2 separate regions of the Sus scrofa genome follow, and region 2 is linked to region 1. A link is a contact called in public Hi-C data. All regions are on one chromosome and are shown on one strand. The core of a region is the stretch at or near the end of the contact, and the rest is flanking DNA. Distances in the headings are between cores, read along the strand shown.

The links. A called contact is a pair of places that touch in the nucleus more often than the background predicts.
Region 2: a contact with region 1 is called in a Hi-C map of heart right ventricle, with 2.4 times the contacts expected there. The contact joins the promoter of RANGAP1 here to the promoter of XRCC6 in region 1. A contact is called at or near these places in 1 of 47 Hi-C or Micro-C datasets (heart right ventricle) and 1 of 2 datasets of contacts at active chromatin or transcription factors (alveolar macrophages).

What each region holds. Positions count from the first base shown.
Region 1 is chr5:6,926,881-6,931,907 of Sscrofa11.1, forward strand. It overlaps XRCC6 (X-ray repair cross complementing 6), which reads right to left and starts at 2,201. Exons shown (of 13, transcript NM_001190185.1): 1 at 2,179-2,201; 2 at 1,468-1,555. The coding sequence starts at 1,540. DESI1 (desumoylating isopeptidase 1) reads left to right here and starts at 2,491. Exons shown (of 6, transcript NM_001243397.1): 1 at 2,491-2,767. The coding sequence starts at 2,680.
Region 2 is chr5:7,208,286-7,213,312 of Sscrofa11.1, forward strand. RANGAP1 (ran GTPase-activating protein 1) reads left to right here and starts at 2,689. Exons shown (of 17, transcript XM_021091461.1): 1 at 2,689-2,937. It overlaps LOC110260635 (a long non-coding RNA gene), which reads left to right. Exons shown (of 2, transcript XR_002343885.1): 2 at 1-751.

The DNA of each region.
Region 1 (5,027 bases), core at 951-3,450:
ACATATATATATACACACACATATACATATACATATATACATATACATACATATATATATACATATACATGTGGATATATATATATATATATATAGTTTGTTTTTGTTTTTGAGGTCCTCAACCATAACATATGGAAGTTCCTAGGCTAAAGGGTTGAATCGGAGCCTACGCCACAGCCACAGCCACAGCCATGCCAGAGGAACGCAAGTCCTCATGTATACTAGTTGGGTTCGTTACCGCTGAGCCACAACAGGAACTCCCTACCCATCTTTTCTAAAGCAATATAACAATATGTGTCAAGAGCCTTAAACAAAAATTTTAACTTGAGTCAGTGAATTCTTCTTAGGAATCTATCTTAGGAAAATATGATATGGAAAATATATTTTTTTCTTTTTCTTTTTACAGCCTCACCTGCAGCATATGGAAGTTCCCGAGCTATGTGCTGAATAGGAGCTACAGCTGCTGACCTATGCCACAGCCACAGCCACAATGGATCTGAACCTCATCTGTGACCTACACCTCAGCTTGCAGCAAGGCCTGATCCTTAACCCACTGAGTGAGGCCAGGGATCAAACCTGCATCCTCAAAGCCTCTATATCGGGTTCTTAACCTGCTGAGCCACAATAGGCACTCCTCAGATATGGAAAAATTCTTATGCAAAAACTTCCAGGGAGTTCTCTTTGAGGCTCAGCAGGTTACAAACCCAACTAGTATCCATGAGGATGTGGGTTTGATCCGTGGCCTCATTCAGTGGGTTAAAGGATCCAGTTTTTGCCGTGAAATGTGGTGTACATCACAGACACAGTTCGGATCCCACATTGCTGTGGTGTAGGCTGGCAGCTGTAGCTCCGATTGGACCCCGAGCCTGGGAACCTCCATATGCCTCAGGTGCAGCCCTAAAAAAAAAACAAGAAAGATACAATAAGAAAGGAAATGTGTATATATTTGTGTATATATATGTGACTGGGTCACTTTGCTGTATGGCAGAAACTGTCACAACATTGTACATCAACTATATTTTAATTTAAAAAGAAAGTCTGGAGCTCCCATCGTGGCGCAGTGGTTAACGAATCTGACTAGGAACTGTGAGGTTTCAGGTTCGATCCCTGGCCTCGCTCAGTGGTTTAAGGACCCGGCGTTGCCATGAGCTATGGTGTAGGTCGCAGATGCAGCTTGGATCTGCGTTGCTGTGGCGTAGGCCAGCAGCTGTAGCTCCAATTGGACCCCTAGCCTGGGAACCTCCATATGGCACGGGTGCGGCCCTAAAAATCAAAAATAAAAATAAAGTTTAAGGTTATAATGTCGTGAAGACTAAGAGTAGCTCTGCAAAGTTCAAAGAGAGAAAAGTATTTGAGATTCTCTTGGGAGAAAAGGGTGGGCCATGAGACAGCAAAGGTCACCCAACAGAGAGAGGCAGGGAAAGTCTTTCACACACGGATCCGTACATGTTAGTGAAAGTCACTCACCACCCGTTTCACGGCCCTCCTCCTCTTCTTCTTCATCGCCCTGGTTTTTGTAATAAGACTCCCACCCTGACATGTTGGTTACTGCTCACTAGGTGAAGGAAAGTTAAGGTCAGTAACAAGCAAATTTAAACCTAAAAGCTATCAACTCCTAGGCTCCTCTGAGATCTGTCCTAAAGGCTGGAGGTTACTCGAGAGGTATGCGGATGCTGGATCCTGCTACCTGAAGAGCTTGGTAATTGAGGTGCAGAGATAAATGGGCATGGGGATCATTCCAGAAGCAGCTTCACCTTAGCTATTCCTTAAGGACACTTCAGGGCCAGCGGCCTGGGCTGACCACTCTGAAGGTTGTGCCAGGGCAGTCTGACCTGGAGGTCCAGTCATCTGGACTTCAGAGATCCCTAGTTCAGGGTACTCGGTCCTTAAGCAGATCCACCTGTCTTCATCCCGCCCCCACATCTGCCCCAATTCTTCAGCTTTGCCTAGTGAGGTTTCTCAAACGCAAGTGGACCTCCAACACCGGGTGCTGTCTCCCCCCGGGAGGAAGGAAAGGGAATCAGAGAAGCTGTCTCCACGCCTCGAGTCCCCACACTTCTGGCTGACACTGTCCCGCGGAGAGGCTACTGGGATGCGCAAGGCTGAGTGGGCAAAGCAGGACGAAGCCAGCCCCAACCAGCGAGCAACAAACACAGAACACAACTCCCTCCCGCCTACCTTGGGCGCAAAGAAAAGATCAATTACCGGGAGAAGGCGGGGCGCCACACACGTCCAGTTCTCGCTCCCAATCAAAGCCCCTTACGTCACCACGCAGAGTGCGTCCTTTCCCCGTCCCGCTGACACGCCCACTCCCACAAGGCCCTTTCCACAGGAGTCCCGCTCTAACCCCACCCCGTCCGCAGAGCCCCGCCCTCCGTCGAAACCCCGCCCCCCGCCGGCCGTCAGGGCTGCGCGCACATGCGCGAGAATGCGTCCCCGCCCCCGCCCGGTCTTCCGCGAGGACCCTGCCCGTCCGCGCTCTGTCACCTCATAGTAGTCGTTGCCGGTGGCGGGTGCGGGGGCGCGAGCAGCGCTGGGCGGCCTCTCCCCCGCCCCTCAGGCCGGGCCCGGGCTCGGTCTCCCCCCTCCCTCCGCTCCCCGCCCCCGTCGGGTACGGGAAGGTCCTAGCCGCTGCCGGGTGCCTGAGGGACTTCGTGGCCCCAGCCGCCACGGGTCCCGATGGAGCCGCCGAATCTCTATCCGGTGAAGCTCTACGTGTACGACCTGTCCAAGGGCCTGGCCCGGCGGCTCAGCCCCATCATGCTGGGTGAGGGGAATGGGGCGGGCGGCAGGGGGGGCGGGAGCCGGGCGCGAGGGTGCCGGGACGGCGGGCCGAGGTGGGGAGGCCTGGGCCACGGCTGAGGGGGAGGCGCGGGGCCCACGGGATGGAGAACAGCCCGAGTGGAGAAGGAGTGAGTCTGAGGTTGGGCCCCTTCAGCCCCACTGGCCCATCTTCACGTTTGAATTCAGGGAGAAAGGATGGCGGAGTCACACCCTCCCGTAGCCCTTCAGAGCCCCTTCAGCCGGGAGGTGGGGGAAGCCGGCTCTGGGTCCCGGTGGGCGCCTTGACTCGTCGCCTGAGGAGCCGTCTACGCTCCTTCTTCCTCGGCGCTGTGTGGAGATGGTGCAGATGCCTGGCGCGCGGTTCCCCTCGCGGTGAAAGGGACACTGCGGAGGAGAGCCCTCCCTCCGTGCCAAAAGGGAACTCCTGCAGTCCCTGGGGTAGGTGGGAAGGGAGAGCTAGAGCTGCACAGGCGCCCAGCTAAGTCGGGTCGGCTGGAGCCCGAACTCAAGAAATCAACAAGTTCGGTCTGACCCTGACGTCTTCTCAGCAGTTTCTGAGTTCACCGTTTCTGCCCAGATGGTAAGAAAGCAATTCTGGGGGAGAATAGGATGCTGTTGTGCGCGTAAGGATTAGTAAGGGAAGGGTTTCCGTAGTGCTCCATTAAACTACTTACCCCCAGGAGAGGAAGTCAGCCCTAGTTCAGTGTAGATCAAACCTCTCTATAACCCAAATACCAAAATGTCTTGTGTAATGCAGGAGTTGTCAGGTGTGTGATTTCAGATGGTACTAGGCAGGAAAGGATTCTGGGAATTGAAAACTGAACAGCTTTGGCAACATCCATTTGAATGGCTAGTTTTTCCTGGCTTCTGGGGAGACATTAGAGAATGTTTATGTTCCTGAGACAAGATGGCAGAGGTCAAGTAAGCCAGGCTACTTTGGAGTTTTAATGTCCTTGAGTTTCTAATGTGTCTCAGGGGGTTGACCCTGGGCCAGTGAATGAGTCCTGTATTCGGCTTCACATCAGAATCACCTAGGATGCTTGTTAAAAATATAGAAATATACGTTCATTTCCAACATACCCTGTTAAGTGGGAATAGGGAAAATGAAGTTGGAACAGTTCTTTAGATACGCAAGTATGTTTAAAGCAACAGTTATGGAGTTCCCGTCGTGGCGCAGTGGTTAACGAATCCGACTGGGAACCATGAGGTTGCGGGTTCGGTCCCTGCCCTTGCTCAGTGGGTTAAGGATCTGGCGTTGCCTTGAGCTGTGGTGTAGGTTGCAGACGCAGCTCGGATCCCGCGTTGCTGTGGCTCTGGCGTAGGCCGGTGGCTACAGCTCCGATTGGACCCCTAGCCTGGGAACCTCCATATGCTGCGGGAGCGGCCCAAAGAAATAGCAAAAAGACCAAAAAATTAAAAAAATAAAGCAACAGTTATGTACATGCTTTCTTAGGCAAATAATTATACATAAGAAAATTGCTAACAGTAGTAGCTTATGGAAAGAGGAACTTAACCCTGGGGGACAGAAGTGGAAGACCTTGCTGTAGACTTTTTTATATCTTTTGACTTGTGTCCTACATACATGTATTCTCTGTTCAAAGTAAGCAAAGTTTTAAATATATGGATTCTAGAGCCTTATTACACAAGTACTAAATAAGAACCATCTGAAGTTTTGATCCATAAATGTGTGTTTTTGATAAACTCCTCAGATAATTCTTATGTGATCCATTATTAGAAGTTTGGGCCTAGATTACCAGTTGTTAAAATGAGTAAGGCAAATTTGAAAGCAAAATTTACAAAGTCACTGTTTGAGGAAGATGCTAGTCACTAATAGATTACATCAGTCAATTTCGAACTCAGCTTCTTGGAACGGAGCCATTTTGTTAGTTTGGTCATGGTGAGGTGTTAGATATTTCCTAGAACCATACATAAAGCTTCTCCCTTTACACTGGATGTTTTTGGTTCTTTTATTGCATAGTTATTGATTTTAGCAGAAAAGGCCTCAGAGTCATTGGTTCATGATTCATGTAACAGATATTTATTGAGTGCCTACTATGTGCTAGTGCCAGTGTTAAGCTTAACTGATGATGTGATAAACAAAGATGTTCTATGTCAAGATGTTCTATGTTTAGTGGAGGGGACATTTAAAAAAATTATCAAATAAAATAATTACAAATTTTGATAAGTACGAGGCTGTATAGGAAGCCAGCTAGATGCTGAGACAGAAAACAAGAGAGGAGTTC
Region 2 (5,027 bases), core at 1,439-3,938, 280 kb after region 1:
GCATCCGCGACAGGCCAGGCCCCAAGAGGATGCTGCCCAGAGAGAAACAGGACCTGCCCAGAGGCTCTCCCAGGCTGAGGAGGAAGCTGCCAAGAACAGTTTTACCTCTGACTGTGAAAAACCTCACAGACCAACTGCTATGGGGATTTGTAGCTTGCTGTGGGGCCCAGAGGAAGGGGACTCATTCTGGCTGGAGTGGCATAGGAAAGCTTCCTGGAGGAGGTGGCATTTGACAGGGGTCTGGTAAGCAGAGAAGGAGAGGTAGCGTGAAGAGGATCCACATCTCATAGTTGTGTGAACGGGGTCTGGAGCTTGAGTTTTCTAAGCTCTATGTGGGGAAGGGTGGCAGTGATGGTTGTAAAGATGAAATCAGCTGCATATGGAAGAATCTGGCACAAAATGCATTTAACCTTGAATGGCAGCGAATGCAGAAGCATGTACGTGAGCTGAGTTATGAGTGGTGTCTTTGGAAACGAGGGCGGCATATGTTGACAGTGATTATTTCTGGGCACTAGGAGTTTCACAGGTAATGTTTACTTTTCTCTTTATCCTGTTCTGTGTTGGTTGGAATGTTTACAAAGAACACATGCTATTTGCAAAATGGTTAAAAAGTTCTTTGTGAAAAGAAAAAAACTATTTGTGTTCTAATACTTAAAAAATAATTTGAACCTGCAGAAAAGTAGCGAAAATGTAACTCCTATCAACTTTCACCCAGATTCGCTTATTAACATTTTGCCACACTTGTACTCTCTCTCCCTTTCTCTCTTTCTGTAGATGTACAGTTTTTGAGCCACTTGAGGGTCAACGGCAGACCTCATGCTCCTAATTATTTCAGAATATAAGTCCCAAGAATAAGGGTGGTCTTTACATAACTCAGTACAAAAATAAAAATCAGAAGGTTGGAAGTTCCTGCTGTGGTTTCCTGGGTAAAAAGCCTGACTAGTATCCATGAGGACATGGGTGCAATCTCTGGCCTCACTTAGTGGGTTAAGGATCTGACACTGTCCTGACCTGTGGTGTAGGTTGCAAACACTGCTCGATCTGGTGTGGCTGTGGCTGTAGCATAGACTTGCAGCTGCAGTTCTATTCCACCTTAGCCTGGGAACTTCCATATGCTGTGGGTGAGGCCCTAGAAAGGAAAAAAAAAAAAAAATCAGAAAGTTTAACATTGATGCAATAGTGGTATCCAACATACAAATTGTGCTGTCTCAATATTGCTCTTTGTAGTAATTCCTCCCCCACTCCACCAGCAGGATCCAATCCAGGACCATGTATTGAATTTAATTATCCTCTCCTTTTATGTTTGTTATTTATTTTTTAATCCATCCCTCCAGCCCCCACACATGTGGAAGTTCCAGGGCCAGGGATCTAACCTGCTGTCAGGGCCCTGGGATCTTTCACGCTGAGATAGGAGGGAACTCCAATTGTGTCTTTATTTTTATTTTTCACTCTTTTAGGGCCACACTCTAGGTATATGGACGTGCCCAGGCTGGGGGTGGAATCTGAGCTGCAGCTGCAGGCCTAAGCATCAGCCACAGCAACACTGGATCCAAGCCGCATCTGTGACTCTACATCATGGATCGCAGCAACAGCTGGATCCTTAACACACAGAGCAAGGCCAGGGATCGAACCCGCATCCTCAGGGATACCAGTAGGGTTTGTAACCCCCTGAGATACAACAGGAACTCCCCCAATCGTGTCTTTAATCTGCAATAATTCCTTAGCTTTTCTTTTTTATTTTATTTATTTATTTTCATTTTTGGTTGCCTCGCGGATATGGAGCTCCTGGGCCAGGATCAGATTCGAGCCTCAGTTGCAACCTAAGCTGAAGGGGCAACTCCGGATCCTTTAACCCACTGTGCCTGAATGGGGATCAGACGGGCGTCCTAGCGCTTCCAAGGCGTGGATCCAGTTCGGCCACAGCGGGAGCTCCTCCTCAGCTGTTCTTTGTCTTTCATGACACAGACATATTTGGAAGAGCACGACCTCGTTATTCTGTAGCATGTCCCTCGGTTTAGGAATGCCTCATGTTTCCCCATGATTAATTTTATGCGGATGGTGATGCTGTGTCCTTCTCAGTACATCTCTGCGGGAAGTGTGCGACGAATGTCAGTTTGTCTGGTTACTGACGTTAAGTGGATCAGTTAAAGTGGTGTGGAAGTTTCTCTGCTATCGGGTTACCATTCCCCCCTTTTCCTCCCCTTTTTAATTTGTGGCTATTTATGTCAGAGGCTTCGAATGTCCTTCCAATTTCATGGGACAAAAAAAAGCCGAGGCTTTCCCTTTAGGAAATGGATACCTATTTCTTGCTGAATAGATCCAGCAGCCAGCCTTCGGCAGTGGCAGCCTTTGTCAATAAAGTTACGTGAACCGGGACCTTTCCGGAAGGGATCAGATGGTCCGGCCGCAAGGCATGTAGGGAATTGTGGTCGCTCTGGGCTCTCACCGCTAAACGCCGCCCAGTGGCCTCCCGGAGAAAAAGCCAGAAGCCGAAAAGGGTGGGCAAAGAGGGACTCGCGAAGGGCCCTGGACATGGTGCCTCACGGGAATTGTAGTCCGCGGGCGCTGTCCTGCGGCGCCCCGCTGAGTCCCGCGCAGGAGAACTGGACTACCGTACCCGACAGGCCACGCGCGTAGGGGGAAGGGGGAGCCGGACCGGGCCTCCAACAAATCAAATCGAAGGAAAGAAACTGCCGGCTTTCAAAATCCTCCTCCTCCGCCATCATCCGCCGCGGTGCGCGGAGCAGGTGGTGTTGAAGGTGCGAGCGGCGAGAACCGCTGGGATTGCTGACGGACAGGTGGGCTGGGCATCGGGCCTCTGGACTGGAGGCAGCGACCCCGACCTGATCTGACCCGGACCCTAAATCAGTCCTCGCCCACCTGGGCGAACGCGCGCGCTCCGGTCTCCCCACGCGGCGGCGGCGCCGCCTGTTTACGGTAGGAGCCGGGTCCCTTGCCTTTATCTGTCACCTGCCTGGGATTGGGGCGGGGGCGGCGCGGTCCTGGAACTGGGCAAGGAAGGTATGATTCCCCGGGGCGCTTTCTGCGTGCCCTCTCGGCCGAGCTCTTCGTGCCCTCGATGGCCGAGCGCGCGAGGGGGGTGAGAGTGGGGCGCTGGCCATTTACGCAAGTAAGGAAACTGAAGTTTGGAGAAGGTGTCAGGCCCACCCCGGCCGCCTAGCCCGCAGCTGCCAGCAGTGGCGTCGTCCTGTTAGCGTCGGTGTCATCTGGGGGCGGTGCGCGTCCGCCTGGGATCCCGGATGGGGCTCCCATGCTTCCCGCTTGTCATTTGTGGCTTGAACACGCGCGTCGCTTCTCCGCGGCCACCACCCGATGGGCCCACAGCCGCGCGGAGGGCCTGGACTGGCGCCGCAGACCCCGGGGCCAGTGTGAGTCACTGCTAGCACTTGACGGGAGCGGTGCCTGTGTACCTGTGGCAATCTGCGACACTCCTGTCCAGAGTGTGTGTAATGACAGTCTTTGCTTTGCTGGCCCTTTGCAGACCTTGGACCAATCAGTTCACCTCTCTGTGTGCCAGTCCCTTAGTCTTTATAGTGGATGGTGTGAGTGTACTGGACTGAGAAATGGACCCTTCTCCAGCTGAAGTTCTGTGTTCCTATTCCATCTGGTGGCCTCCCCTTCATTTTTCTAGCCTCAAATTGTCTCATACCAGAACTACAAGAGGTGGGGGTGGGGTTCGGGCTAGTTTTTATTCTTTTTTTTTTTTTTTGTCTTTTTCTAGGGCCGCACCTGCAGCACATGGAGGTTCCTGGGCTAGGGGTCTAATTGGAGCTGTAGCCTCCAGCCTACGCCAGAGCCACAGCAATGGGGGATCTGAGCCGCGTCTGTGACCTACACCACGGCTCACAGCAACGCCGGATCCTTAACCCACTGAGCAAGGCCAGGGATCAAACCCGCAACCTCATGGTTCCTAGTCAGATTCGTTAACCACTGAGCCACGACGGGAACTCCTAATTTTTATTCCATTTCATCCCTTCATTCTTGGAGCAGCGGATGAGGTGGTCCTGTCAACACACCTGTCAGACCACCGTCTCTCTATCATTGGTTCAATTTGTCACTCACAGTAAAAGCCAGAGTTCTTAAAATGCCATTTGCGACGGAGGCCCTTCTTCATTTCTCTTTTCCTCATCGCTCACCTCTTTTCCCCCTTCCCCTCTGTGCTCGCTCTAGCCCCCCTGCCCTCCTTGCAGTTCCTCTAACCACCCTTCCCCTACGGGAGCCTTTGCATTTGCTGTTTCTTTTGCAGGAATGTTCTTCCCCCAGATACTTGAATGGCTCAATCCCCGATATCCTTCAAGCCTTTGTTTCTTTCTTAATGATACCTTCTCTAACCATTCTGCTTTAAATTGCAGTAAACCCCCCCAAAACAACACACCTCTTTGTCCCTTCCCCTCTTAATTTTTTTTTCTTATCAACATCTGGGACACTAAATATCATTATTCTTCCCCGATTACCTGTCATTTCTCTTCGGGGAAGTGAAGTGACCCTTTCTACCGATCTGTTGAACCCTAGGCTGGAAGCTCTTTTTTTTCAACAGCTCTGTCCTTTTGCTCTATTGTGATGGTGGCTGTTGTGATGTAGAGATTTCTGGTCTCCTAGGAACCCCCGAGGTCTGGCTACCCTGGGCTGATAAGGCTTCTGGCCAAGATTGAAACCAGACGTGCAGTGGGCTGACCCCTGTGCCCCACCCCCAGAGTCATGCCAGCGGGGGTGGCGGGGGATTCCTTGGGATGGATGACCTGGATCCCTTAGCCATCTATGTCCTGTTTGAGGACTGGGACCCTCCAAGAGAGAGCAGCCAAGATGATCTGGCAGGTGTGTGCTCTGGGTAGACTCTTTGTAGCCTTTGTCTGGGACTCCATTGCCATTCACTGGTCAGTTCACAGGGCTTTGCTTGGGTCTCAGCTGAGACGTTGGGCAGAAGTAGTGAGATGGTCATTCTTCAGAGGCTGAAAAGTGATTCTTCTCCTTTCTTGCTGCCTTCTCCAGCTTTTTAGAACTGTGCC